2 separate regions of the Mus musculus genome follow, and region 2 is linked to region 1. Evidence: chromatin contacts called from public HiChIP or PLAC-seq data. All regions are on one chromosome and are shown on one strand. The core of a region is the stretch at or near the end of the contact, and the rest is flanking DNA. Distances in the headings are between cores, read along the strand shown.

Region 1 (6,585 bases), core at 1,107-3,606:
AAAGAGAAGATGGAACTTGTGGGCTGAGAGAGGGTCTCTGGGAGAAGAAGGGGGAGGAGATTCATCATGGAAACACAGGAAGGAATGGGTGCTGGAACTGAGAGGTAACGGGTCATGTGTTGGGACTTAGGCCAATAATGATAGTCGGGGTTAATTTGTATGAGCTACCTGGAAGTCTGCCCAGCTATAGTGCCTAAGAGTCTTAGTGTCTTTATTCATCTCCTGGCAGGTCCAAGAAATCCCACTATAACTGTCACCATAGCAAGCAGTTGACAAGTAACACTACTTTTCAGGATATGTGATAGGGATACAGTGATAGGGAACTGGCTGTCATTTTTCAGGACAAGACCACAGACGATACTAATACCGCAGCTGTTTATTGCCTCTAATGTTAATCAAAGAAAATAATGCATTAGAGTTTGAGGGCCTTGAATTAGAGGCTACTCTTTATTTTTGTTTCCCATCTCCTGTCCAAGATCACGGACCTCCTTGAGGCTGTCCTTCTGTTGGCTTCCTCTTACCAAAACAAGAAGTAAATTTTATTCTGTTGTTATTTCACTGGGTTCTGTCCTCCAGTTATCATTGGAGACACAAAAGGCAGTGATGTTTCATTTGTTCATGTATATTCATCCTCTAGTTGACAAATGATATCCAGTAATAACACAAACTTGTTTGAGATCTACACAAAGGATGAGAGTGACGAAGACTTTGCTAAGAGTAGTGATGTGACAAAATTCCAGCATGTGAGCAGCATTAGACTTGAGCCTTGTAGGTCTTAGGGAATGGGTGGCAGACCTATTTTTTAAATATAGGAGTGTTGTTCTTGTTACAACCATCCTTAAGCTTTTTGTAATTCTTTGTGTGCATTTTATTAAACAACCAAAGGGACTTTCAACACACTGTCCTGGACACTGGTAGCTCATTAGGAGGCAGGTTTTGAAAAAGCTCAAGTAGGAGAGAGTTCAGCTTGATGGCTTTCCTCTAGTGATGAAAATTCAGAGTAAGAAGGGCAGAGAGACTAGAGAACACTGAAAGAGAACTTGTCTCTCACTTAATTTTTATCTAGTTTCTTGTATCTATTATGACAGAGCATAGATTTGGATAATCTATTCTTTTAGCAAAATTGAATGCAGACAATGTTAAAAAGCCAACCCTCAGGGAGGGGTTGATCTCGTTTAGGATGTTAGGCTAAGAGAATTTAAGATTTCGTTAATTTTTAAACATATATTGTGAAAGTTAATGCTTTTTGTTTAAACAAAACAAAAAAAAATCACTTTTACTAAGAGGAATTTAGTGGAAGAATGTTTAGCTCTCAGTGTACTAGAAACAGAGGAAGAGCCAGGCCTGGGGAGAGACTGAAGCGAGACAGTGACAGAGACCTGGGTGGAGAATAGGACCCAACTCTCTGGGAAGGTGTAATTAAAGACACCACCAACCATGCCTGTCCTGGGGCCAGATTCCTGAACTTCTATCTGGTGGATCTTCACAAGTGACAGAAAGAATGGAGAGTTGATAACTACTCAGATCTTTGTGTTTTGGTCAGCAATGCAGAAAAACCTCCTTGTGGGGATGAGCAAATCTTAAAACTCAGCGGCCTGTTCCCACAGCAAGGGAAATTGATACCAGACCAGAGAAACAGAACTCGTTTATCACAAAGAGCAATACCTTCTCCAGGGAGCAAAAGGGTCATCTCTAGGTTGGCTTGTGTGATCCAGGATTGAAGACATTTTTTGAGTACTTATTTTAGATGCTCAAATATCAATTTCAACTGAAAGGCCATGGCCCACTTTATTATGCAATAGCTAACAGGTTCGGGAAGACCTATACGTTTACTGTGACTCATTTTGCAATTTTATAACGATTAAAAAAGACAGCAATTTTTAAAAAGACTCTGCCTTCCTGATAATTATATTTCTTGCAATAATCATATTAGTATGGATTTATGTAAAAGGATGTAGTTTATATTCTACAACCTGTAGACAAAATATAACATCAACATTAAGATAACATCACTATTCTTTTTTTACCTTATGAGATATAAAACCTTCTTTTGAATTTCATGGTATATTGAACTCATTCAAGTTTCACTTTAATTCACTAATGCTCAGTTTTAACTTCAGCCATAATCTGGGTTTGGCTCGTCTCATTTTCTTCTTAGGATTCAGTGATGTGGAGAAAGGGTAACGAAGATGTCAGATGTTACATGCAATTAACATAAAAAGCATAGTTGATGAATCAGAGTGGTATTTCTGAGGAGGATGACTCAACAAAGGCTTGCTGGTCAAACCTTAGTCACTCTCAGAGATCTCTTTGCAGATACTGTGGGTAAAATGCCTTTGAGCTAGATCTTTCTGAAGTACCTAAGTACGGCCTTGGCAAAGCATGCCTTTCCAGGCACCAACTGTCATCAATCTATCTCAGAGGATGTGAGCTAAGTTTTCTTGGAATTTAGTATCATGGAAAGTGTTTACACACTGAGTTCTTTTCCTATTTAGGTTGTGAGTAGGTCCTTTTTGCTTAGCACTTGGAATTCCAGAAAATTACTTAAGACTAAGGACTTTTCTTTAAATTTCAGTTTCTCTGGTTGGATTATGGGAACAATATAAATTCTACCTCTTAAAGGAAGTGTCAAGTGGTCAGGTGTTGGGGTGCCAAGAAGATGGTTCCCTCCTCTTTTCTGCTCTGTTCCTCCAGGTATGTGTTTTACCTTTCTGGCTCACCACTTTTATAAATCTCCCTTTGTTCTCCCAATCACCAGTGACTAATGTTCTCACAGTTGGTCAGAAGTTATACTCCCATACCCAGTGACTATGAATTCCATAGAGCAAATGGAAGTCCTTAAAAATGAAATTTGTACTTTATCTGAATAAAGTAATGTTAGGAAAAGACAGACAGTTGAGAATCAATAATATTTATCACAGATCTTCCTCAGGAAATATTAGGATGGCTGTGTTAATATTTTTCAAATTGCTTGTATGTTATCAATTTTATTGTACTTATTTCCTTAATGTCTTAGAAATATTTTTAGGGTTACAAGATGTGATGGTTAGAGTTGACTAATAATTTGAAAAAAATCTAGAATCTCATGGGAAATGGGTCTTTGGGTATGACTATGGGAGGTTTTGTTAATTTTTTTAAAAATGTATATACAATTTTATTTTTTAATTATGTGTATGTGTGTACGTGCATACATGTGTGTGTGTGTACCTGCATGAATGCTGGTGCACTTGAAATCCAGAAGAGGGAGTCAGATCCCCTAGAGCTGGAATAACAAAATGTCAGATACTACCCAACACAGGTGGTGGAAACTGGTCCTAAGACCAATAAGTGATTTTAACCACCTTCACTCACACTTATTTTACTGTGGGTGTGTTTGCACTGTCAGAACAGATCTGTGGAGGTCAAAGGACAACTTGAGGGGTTGGTTCTTTCCATCAACACTTGGGTTCTAAGGAGGAAAGTCAGGTCATCAAGCTTATGTTACAAGCTCTTTTACCCACAGAGCCAGCCCTTAGTTATGTTAATTGAGGTAGGATGACCCCCTACTGTGTGCCACATTGTGCATTCACCCTTCCCTGTTTCCTGATTTTATATTACATGTAACCAATTGTTTCCATGCTACCTTCCCACCAGGATGAATTAAAACTTGAACTGTGGGCTAAAATAAACCTTTCTCTCTCAAGTTGTTTCTGTCAGTTTTCACAACAGAAAAAGATTAACTAGGACACAGGAGACTGACTGCTCTGATCTACCAGAAAATATGGCTGGATTCTGGATTTTCAGGTAAAAGGGTCAGATGTTAAAATCAGAAGAGGAAGAAAGAAAGAATGACAGAAGGAAAGAAAGAAAGAGAGGGAGGGAGAGGGGGAGGGGGAGGGAGAGGGAGAGGGAGAGGGAGAGGGAGAGGGAGAGAGAGAGAGAGAGAGAGAGAGAGAGAGAGAGAGAAAGAAAGAAAGAAAGAAAGAAAGAAAGAAAGAGAAAGAAAGAAAGGAAGGAAGGAAGGAAGGAAGAAAGGGAGAAAGAAAGAGAAAGAAAGACAAAAAGACAGGGAGAAAGGAGGGAGGGAAAGGGAAGAAAGGACAGAAAGAAGAAAGGGGGAAATAAGAAAAGAAAATGTATTTTAATGCCTTGTTAAATATACTTGAATTTTCTATTATTTAAATATTTAAAATTAGGAATAATTGTGATCTTCCACTTTATAGACTACAAACCTATAAGATTTAAAGCCATAGAACATGGATGTTTTCCCATGAGATCACAGACAGCTTAATGGGAGAGACAGACATTGAATCAATATATTATTAAATCTAACTTCTTTGCACTTAATTCCTATTCTGTGTTATAACACACCCTCTAAAAATGAAAGCAGATTTCATTTTCAGCGTCAGTTAATGCAGAAGAATCTACGTACTTTACTTATGGGGTGTTGGTTTTCCTTCACAACTTTACAACAACAGATCAGCCATCTCACAGTGTGAGTAACTTAAGAGTCTAATTACCCTTATTCAGATAGAAAATGTGGATAAATCTCAAGCTAAAGGAAATGATGGCAGAAAAAAGTCTCCATTCCTTCAGGGTCCAGGGCAGGCGATGGCCTCTGGGCATTCTTCCAGGCTCTTCTGCCTCCAGGCCTTGCTTGGTCCATCCCACCAGCTCTCAATAGGAAAGAAACACTTTATTTTTGACCTTACTCTTGGGCTCTGCTCAGTGGACTTGAAAATTAGTGATTTCCTTGCTCCCTGGTCCTTCCTGTGTCTGAGGAGCAGACATGGTATGATTCTTTTCTTTTCTACTCAACAGAGCACAACCCACCAGCTATCCAGCCTGAGTTCAGCTTTTGGAACCCTGCCTGGGCCAAGAGGCCCTGGAAAACACTTGATATTCTTAGCCTGTCTCTTTCCTCAACTGAAGAAACAGAGAGGGGGGGAAATTGATATATACCACATAAGGTTAAAATTTACTTTAATAGTCTTGAGACTCAATTCCTCAATTAACAATTCTTTGAGACATTTGACCTAATGGGATGGTATCTGTAGTCATACATCAACGAGTGCTAGCCTTCATCAGACACTTAAAGGACCAGATTCTCTCTTAGACCGTGGTCATAAGTCATTTGGAATCTTAGTCTTTTGGAATTGTATGCATTTGGAATCCTGGAACGCTACTCAAAGGTCCGTTCACATGTCCTTGGTCTGAATCTTGAGAGCTCAGTTTTGCCGCCTATCATTTAAAACTTAGAGGATGCATTTCTGTTGTCTTTACATCTCAGCTTGTGGGGATTTTTTTTTTTTTTTTTTTTTTTGGCAGTCACCGGAATTAATCGGATTCTATTTCCTGGTGGCTGACCTTTCCTTTACTTGGTTTGTACACAGTGTTTGACCCCAAGCCTGTGGCATCATAGATTTTGCTTTTCTATCTCTTGGCCTAGAAATGACAGACCTGTTTCCCAGTATTCTATAAGTTTTGGGGGTTGATCTCTACGGGTATCAATAGGAGCAATAGCTCCCTTCCCAGCTCAGTATAAAAACATTGAAAATTAAGATAGTAACACCCATGAAAACAAAGTGACATTTTTATTGATAATGTTTACTTTGAAGTATAGCCTTATGGAATCTCTGATCTATAGAGGCCTTCCAACACTATTCTTAATCCTGAACAACCTAGTCCTCTAAAACTCAGGGTTTCAAACAGCAGAGTGGAATGTAAGCTTTCTGTGGGCATGAAAATGTCCAAAGAGCAGAGAGATCAAGGGATTTAATCACATGAAAGAATTGCCTCTTCCCCCGAGGGCAGTGGCAGCTGGGCTAGATACTAATAGAACCTCCTTCACATAGAAGGCAATATAAGGCAGCATGCAAATGATATATTTTTGAGGGCTGTCACTCAGTATGGGCCAAGATTAATAGCTACCTATGGACAGGGACAGGGAAAGAGAGCCTCACCTTTGCAAGCTGAGACAAAGGTAACTTGAAAAGTAGGTGAGAAAGTCATGGCTGTTATCAACTCCCATCTGTACTCTGGACTTTGCATAGAATCCAAGATTCCAAATGAGTCTAGGGAGGTCTGGCTAAGCCTTGTTTTTCATCCTGAGCTCAAACATGAGTCATTGCTTATATTCTATCAGCCTTCTTTTTAATCTGCTAAAGGGACACTTGGCTTTCTACTACCCTGGACTATAACACTATATAAAGATCATTGTTAAATGCATGTGAACCTGCATTCAACATCAGAAACACACACTGAAGGGACACGGCTTCCTTTTCCAAATTATTCTGATTTGCAAAGCAAACATTACGGTGTTAAAAGTCTAAGACCTCAATATGACATCTGAGTAACTTTTCTTAGGTTGTTTCAGCAACCTTGTGTTATCTGTAATAAAAGATGCTTTTGTTTTCACACTGGAGACAGCATGGTTCAAGCCATAACATGAACAGATACTTGGAACTCACAAAACTCACCTTACCACAAGGCCTTTAAAAATTCCAACTAATTATGAACCTCCCAACATTCAGGAGGTTCAGTGACCAGTGGTATCATCCCATGTTTCAGAGGATAAAACAGAAGAAAGCAGTGGCTAAAATAGGA
Region 2 (6,585 bases), core at 1,257-3,756, 220 kb before region 1:
TACCACTGTGAACCTTTGCTCACACCAGAATCTAAACACAAGGCAGAGCGGTGCTTAAGGTGAAAGTTGATTTTATTTTCAATGTGTCATATGGCTTGCTTCCATGGAAAAGGGGGAAGGGAGAAAACTCTCAGCAACTATTTCTGGGATTCTTTAAAGGAGTGGGAGGCACAGCGCCTGCTCCTCTTTCAGCATTGATTTTCAACACAATATGCGATACGGTTTCTCAGAAATGTTGTTTGGCACTCCTGATAATTTCATGTGATTTCAAACTTAAACCACTCAGACTACACAGTTCAGTATTTTCAGCTCCTTTCATTTTCCTTTTCCCTTTAATTATAGAATTCTTTATTCCCCTTTCTGTGGTCAAGAAAGATAGTAAATGCTGCTATTTGTAGATTGAAAATGCATTTATTTTCTCAGGACGATTCCTATGCTCTTCGCCCAACAAATGTAAACGTCGTGATTGGCATAAGGCTAGGCTACACTTCCAGGCTAACAACTTTTTCGAACCTCACGGTTCCTTTGACTCGGGTGGATGTGGCACACGCCGGGACAGGGGTGGATATAAACAGCAAGTAAACACTCTAATTTTAAACTTGCACTGGGAAGCACTTTCACAATGGGGACAGTGGCGCTCGCTCCGTGTCTCCCAGGGCACTCGCAAGGGTCCCTCTGTCCGGCTCAGTGTCCCAGATCCTCCGGGTGCCGGGAGCCGGGAATCCGGGGAGGTACCGGGCCAGAGAGAGAACTTCCCGCGGCCGACATGAGCCGGGGGAGCCCGAGATCGTCCCTCCCGCGCGGCCAGCGGAGAACGTGAGCAGCGGGGCGCGGGGAGAGGGGCGGAGCCGGCGCGGGGGGCGCGCGGGGCGCGGAGGAGGCGCGGAGGAGGCGCGGAGCCGCGCGGCACTTGTCCTGTAATCGATTGCCGAGCGCGCCGAACGAGCGGCCGAGCGCGCAGACACGCGCCCCCGCCCCTCCCGCCCGCGCGCTCGCCCGCTCGCTCGCTCGCTCACCCGCCCGCCCGCTCCCGGCTCTCACGGACCCGGGCGCTCGCTGACGACCCCCCCCCCAACCCCCTCCGCGCGCGCGCGGCCGCCACCGCCGCCGCCGCTGCCCGCCCTCCGCCCGCGGGCGTCTGCGCGAGCCCGGCCGGCGGGGGAGATGTGCTCGGGCTCCGCCGGATCGGTTTCTCGGGGTTTGACCAGCTGTCCCGGGCTAACCCTGCTCCTCGCTGAAGATGGAGGAAGTAAAAACAGGATTACCCTTAGCTACAGATCCACTGCCTTAGTTTCCACCACCAACTGCAGTGCACAAACACACGTTAGGCACAGGAAAGAAAGAAAGAGAGAGAGGGAGAGGACACACTAACAGTAAACACAAACAAAAGGGTGATGGGATTATTTTACTGCATGCACTGCTGAGGTAAATCTCCGCTTGGCTTTTTGCGTGGGGAAGAACAGCTCTTGTTTTATTTGTCTTCTGATTCATAGATTATCTATCAATTTGTGTATGGTTTGCAAAGGGGTTGGGGAGGGGGAGTGTTTTCAAAGTTAAGTGTAATGATATGGAATCTTGTTTAACAGTGTGGTGTGATCGAATGACTTGTTGCTGTTAACCAGGGATAATAATAATATAGACGCTTTTCTTTGGGGAGGGATGGGTTGTGGCTCTGATTAGGGAAATGATCTCTGTTAAGGACGCTCAGGGAATTTCGTTGAAGATGATGTCCTTTGCCTTAATGTATCGTCCCCTCCTTGTAATCTGCTTCTGGGATGTTAATGGACTAATCAGTTCTCATCTTTATAGCTGTCATGGATTTGGACTTGTTTTTGCTTTGTTTTAACTTGAATTCCAAGAAGAAAGATTGGATAACCTGGCATAGATTGCAGCTGTCTGGATAGAGGCTATTATACTGTTGAGATTGAAAACAAAACAAAACAAAAATAATAATAAAAATCTGGTGTGACACATGTATAACAGCAACAGTTAAATCGCTTTGACAGGTTCTGGTATGGACGAAGGAGATGGAATGAAGATTTAATTTCTTTTTCTTTTTCTTTTTTTCCTATTTTGCCAGAGGCCACAAAACAGTCCTGTGAAGTTGGCCTAGGTTCCTTGCTGGGTTCTGCCTGACTGTCCCTCCCCTCGTACCCCCCCTCCCCTTTTTCTTTCAGTTTTCTTGTCTTAGCTTTTGGTCGATTCTTAAGGAACCGGTGGATCAAGTTTTTTCTCTTCTCGTTAATCGCATTGCTGTAGCACTGACCTCTCTCTCTTTCTCTCCCTCCCTCCCTGTCTTTTTTTTTTTTTTTTTTTTTTTCCTCTTTCCTGAAAGTACGTGGTGCCATTCCTGAGTGACTTTTCCTACTAGACCATCCCAAAGGGACGAGGGGGCGGGGGCGGGGGAGGAGGAGGACGAGGAGGAGGAGAAGGAGGAGGAGGAGGAGGAGGTTGGGGGGGAGTGTTCCTTCTCTCTCATTTCTTGGTTTTGTTTATCAGCCGATCTGTTTGCTGGATTCGGTCTTGGAATGACCCACCTGTAAAGTGCTTTCCCTCCTCCTCGGCTTCAACTCTGCAGGGGGCTTTGCCTGGAGGGGGCAGGGAGGGAAGGGGGGGGGGACACAAAAAACTTCTTTCTTTCTTTCTTTCTTTCTCCGTTTCTCTTCAGCCCGACATTGTCACCTCCTCCTTGAGGGGTTAGAAGAAGCTGGGAGCTCCCGACAGAGCTGGAAATGGTGATGACTGTTTTTTAATCAGAGGACAATTTCTTTTGTATGTACATTTTGTTTCTCTTTCTCCTTTTTCTTCCTTTTTCTTCCTTTTCCTTCACTGAGGGTTTAATAACCCTTTCACTGTTGGCGCAGACTTCTTTTGCTTCTAACTGACGCTTCTTTTTAGTATGTGTGTTAAATGTGTACATTTTTAAAGAGATAGACTCATTTGTAAGCTCTCGGTAGAAACTGCTCCCCTTTAAAACTTTCCGGGTCCCTTTCTTTCAAACCTTACGTAACCTAATTGAAAGAATTTGATAAGAGTAGAGCAGGTCGGAATTTAACTGCTATGTAGTGACTGGGAATTTGATCTGATTATTCCATAAAGAAAGAAAGAAAAGTTTTTGGGGGGCGGGAGGGGGGTAGGGAGGCTGGTGGTGAAGGGGAGGGGAGGGAGAAGGGAAGTGGTTTTGGAGACAAGAAGTGAAGCTGCCTGTTTTCCAGTAAGTAATGGAGAAATTCCAGGAGCTAGGGCTAAATATACTTGGCGATCAATACAGAAATGGCTCATTGTGAATAATTTAGCTGCTGGTGCTTTGAGAGTTTTGAAACTAAAGGCAAAAAGGACCTGGGCCAAAGGGGGGAAAAATAAGTAAAAATCTTTTTCAGGACTTGTCAATTCTGTAACTTTTTCCCTCAAAGAATACAGTTAGATTATCGATCTTCTTATGATGTGAATCAAAGCTAGGGGGTGTTGTCTCATGCAATTTACTTTTGTTTCTGGGGATACAAAAGTATTTGTGTTATTGATGCATGAAAATCATTCCTCACACTTGGGGAGAGGAAAATCCTCCCCTCCCCTCGTGCACAGCCAAAAGTTTCTGACTTGTTGGAACTCCGAATGTCTCAAGTAGGCTTGGCATTGTCTCCGGCCATAGTCTGGCAGGAAATTAGGGTACGTGGAACAGGTGCTCACACAGGATTTGGGGTGGGCTAAAACGTCAGTACAAGCCAGAGTTGGCCAACTGCCGCAAAAGTCTTTGGGATACAGTCTAGTACTAAGTAGTTTTGTTTTGTTTTGTTTTCTTATGTTTTGTTTGTTCTCTGTGCCCCCCCCCCCCCCCCATTAGAACATGATGAACCAACTTGCAACAATTGTGAATAGAGCTGTCTGTATACTAGGGAAGTACTCAAACTGCAGGGCGATTGTGGGAAGTAGTGAGTGGTAAAATACTTAGATAGCAGTTACAGTTGGCAAATTGGAGATTACCCTCTCCTATTTTTTCCCCCAATAAACCGGGTAAATTTTGACGAGAGAGAGTCGTTCTTCTCTTGCTACAGCCCATCTCACAGGACACTTAGCGTCCCTATGTCCCTATCCTATCTCCAGCAGGAATCAGATCATTTGCAGAGAGTTCAATGACTTGCAAATGAGCACGCACAGTACACTGTAGTATGTTTCTCAGGCACAGGTTGCAGGAGCAACATGCACTACCTGCTTGGGGCTTGAAATAAGTGAAGAATTTAATGGCAGATACAGGGAGGAATCCTTGGGTAAAGGTTGCAATCTTTTGTGTTCCAGCACTGCACTTTGACTATGGAAACAGACGCAATTGATGGCTATATAACATGTGAGTATTCCTTTTCATTAATTTGCTGTGGGCAATCAAGTGAGCTTCTTGCTCCCTGTGTGTGAGTCCCTGAGCCATGGGTCTTTAGTACGTGTTCTCCAGCTTTATTTGCTCTTCACCATTTCCCCTTGCAACAGATACGAGGAAGTATTACCAGGAGCAAACTAAGAAGGGGGCATAGAAATCTACTTTTTTCAGAAAGGACATTATTTAAGGCTTGTAGCCAGCAGATCTTTAGTTTCTTATTTGACTGGTTTCCCTGTTTAATTTAAATTTAGAATACCCCAGGTTATAGATATTTCTTCTACTGGGGGGTGGGGGTGGGGAGAAATGTACTAAAGATTTACTGCTAGGTAACCTGATTTTCCCAGACATATAATAGGAAGGAATTGGCTTCTTAAGTTCACCTTTCTTAAAAAAGCAAGCTCATTTGAACCATCCAGCAAACGTTTTAAAAAATATTTACTTTAAAGTACTTTATATTGATTAAATTAGATTATTAGAAAAACCTTGCTGTTTCTACTACAACTATTTTGGACCTCAGATGGTCTCTATTGTCATTGACCTGTAAGAATGCTATGATAATAAAGTTTGTTCACTTTTCTATTATAGGCTGTGTGTGTGTGTGTTTTCTCTACATTTCATTCATTTACTATGTATTTTATTTCCTTGTAGTTTCTCTTTAAAAAAAAAAAGCATGTTTCTTGAGCATTCGGTTCTGAGTGCCCTCTGAATATGAGGCAGTCTGAGTAATTACATGTTACGTGACAATGAACAGAAACCAAAAGAATGTATTTTTTTGAAAGCAGGTGACAATGAGCTTTCACCCGAAGGGGAACACGCCAATATGGCCATTGACCTCACCTCAAGCACACCCAATGGACAGCACGCCTCGCCAAGTCACATGACAAGCAGTAAGTCTTCATTTTGTGATGATTATTACTTTTTTAAATTCTCAAGTGAGAGGTTTGGATTTGTCAGGTCTGTGGGGTCTGCTCACTCTGGGACGGAGGTACTGCTGTAGCTTTTGCTAAGAAAAGAACAACACAGATTTATTTCCGTTCATTCTAGTATCATAAAACATGAGCCTACTTACTAGTCTGAACTGTCCCAAGGTGGCGTTTGCTAGCTGGTGCCTACCTGTACCGGGTAAGAGATGTTATTAGAATTTACTGATTATTGTTTTCAATTCAAGGGTCACATCTAGATTTGATGTTTGGTTAAAAAAAAATAGAGAAATGTAGCTTTACCAAAGGACTCTTCAGGGTTATTAAAAAAAAGAAAATGAAGTAGAAGAAATAAGAGCTAGACCATCAGTGGTAAAATTGAAGTGTTACTCGCTTGCTCAGAAAGCAAGAAAAAAAAACAATGTAAAACTTTCTCCTTTAGAGGATTGGAAGCGAAATGTCATTGAAAATTTGAGGAACTCATTTGCATCTATTTCTATATATCATTTTGTTTAACATTGTCCAGAAGGGGGAAAAAAAGATTCTCAGAAGGATGCTTTTGGGTTTGCAGGAGTGGCAGTTTGAGTCTTCAGTGTTTCTGACATGGAGTGTCCTAAACAATGTTGAGTGTGATAGAAAGGCGTGCTGTCAGTGTGGAGGACAAGATGCGTTTATTTGTTAAGTCTGTCTTTTAATGAAACTGTCTTATCAGATCAGTTAATTCAGTGCAAGTGGTTTGCCACTCTTAGCTCAAGCTTGAGGTGTCGTCTCCTCTGCACTTTGGATATATGTTGTGGTCTTAAATAGGAAGGTCATGGTTTATGTTAAGTTTAGTTTAATTTACAACTTATCTTTTTGGGTGATGAAGGAGACTTCTTTGAAGGTTTAACAACTGGGGCAAACCAAATAAGCTACTTAACTACAAGCATATTCTTAAGTCAGTTCTGGTTATCGGAGAGAACTTCTTTCCTGGTCTTTCTTCTAGCCTGACTTAGGTTATTGTAAAGTTAGAAACTTTATAATGAGTGAAGACTTCTGAATTCTAAGCACAAGTATATAAGTTACCCTTGGGTACACTTTGCATGTCTTCACAAACCTCAGGTGATTTTAGCCATTGGCTTGAAATTCTGATTGAGCTATTTGACTTGACTTCATTTAAAAGTTTTCTTTCTTTTTATGAATGAGGAAAACGTATTCAGGACATTTCATTCTTGAAGGCGGCCTCTGTGATGTAGAAAGGAAAAAATCCTGGTGGTGTTGAGTGATTCATGCTGAATTATATTGTTTAACTCTTGT

What was found. HiChIP or PLAC-seq counts read pairs in DNA pulled down with a chosen protein or histone mark.
Region 2: an H3K4me3 HiChIP or PLAC-seq map of the SCID.adh cell line shows a contact between it and region 1, with 36 read pairs. The contact joins the promoter of Ikzf2 here to the enhancer-like site in region 1. A contact is called at or near these places in 11 of 39 promoter capture datasets (the 3T3-L1 cell line, the HPC-7 cell line, HPC-7-derived erythroid cells and 7 more), 2 of 15 datasets of contacts at CTCF or cohesin (CD8 T cells and the NIH/3T3 cell line), 9 of 484 Hi-C or Micro-C datasets (the Ba/F3 cell line, the HL-1 cell line, Th1 cells and 5 more), 12 of 115 datasets of contacts at active chromatin or transcription factors (CD8 T cells, the NIH/3T3 cell line, the SCID.adh cell line and 7 more) and 4 of 9 other capture datasets (adipose tissue, embryonic stem cells, liver and 1 more).

Annotation. Positions count from the first base shown.
Region 1 is chr1:69,457,077-69,463,661 of GRCm38.p6, reverse strand. No RefSeq gene overlaps it. Among named protein-coding and RNA genes, the nearest start is that of Gm28497, 29 kb to the right of the region's middle. Within about 2 kb of position 2,356, at least 35 of the 459 cell types and tissues checked have an H3K27ac peak or open chromatin away from gene starts, as enhancers often do. A contact at or near this core is called in the Ba/F3 cell line, the HPC-7 cell line, the SCID.adh cell line and 1 more, where this site is marked.
Region 2 is chr1:69,681,881-69,688,465 of GRCm38.p6, reverse strand. Ikzf2 (IKAROS family zinc finger 2) reads left to right here and starts at 2,506. Exons shown (of 8, transcript NM_011770.4): 1 at 2,506-2,772; 2 at 4,294-4,342; 3 at 5,152-5,256. The coding sequence starts at 4,309.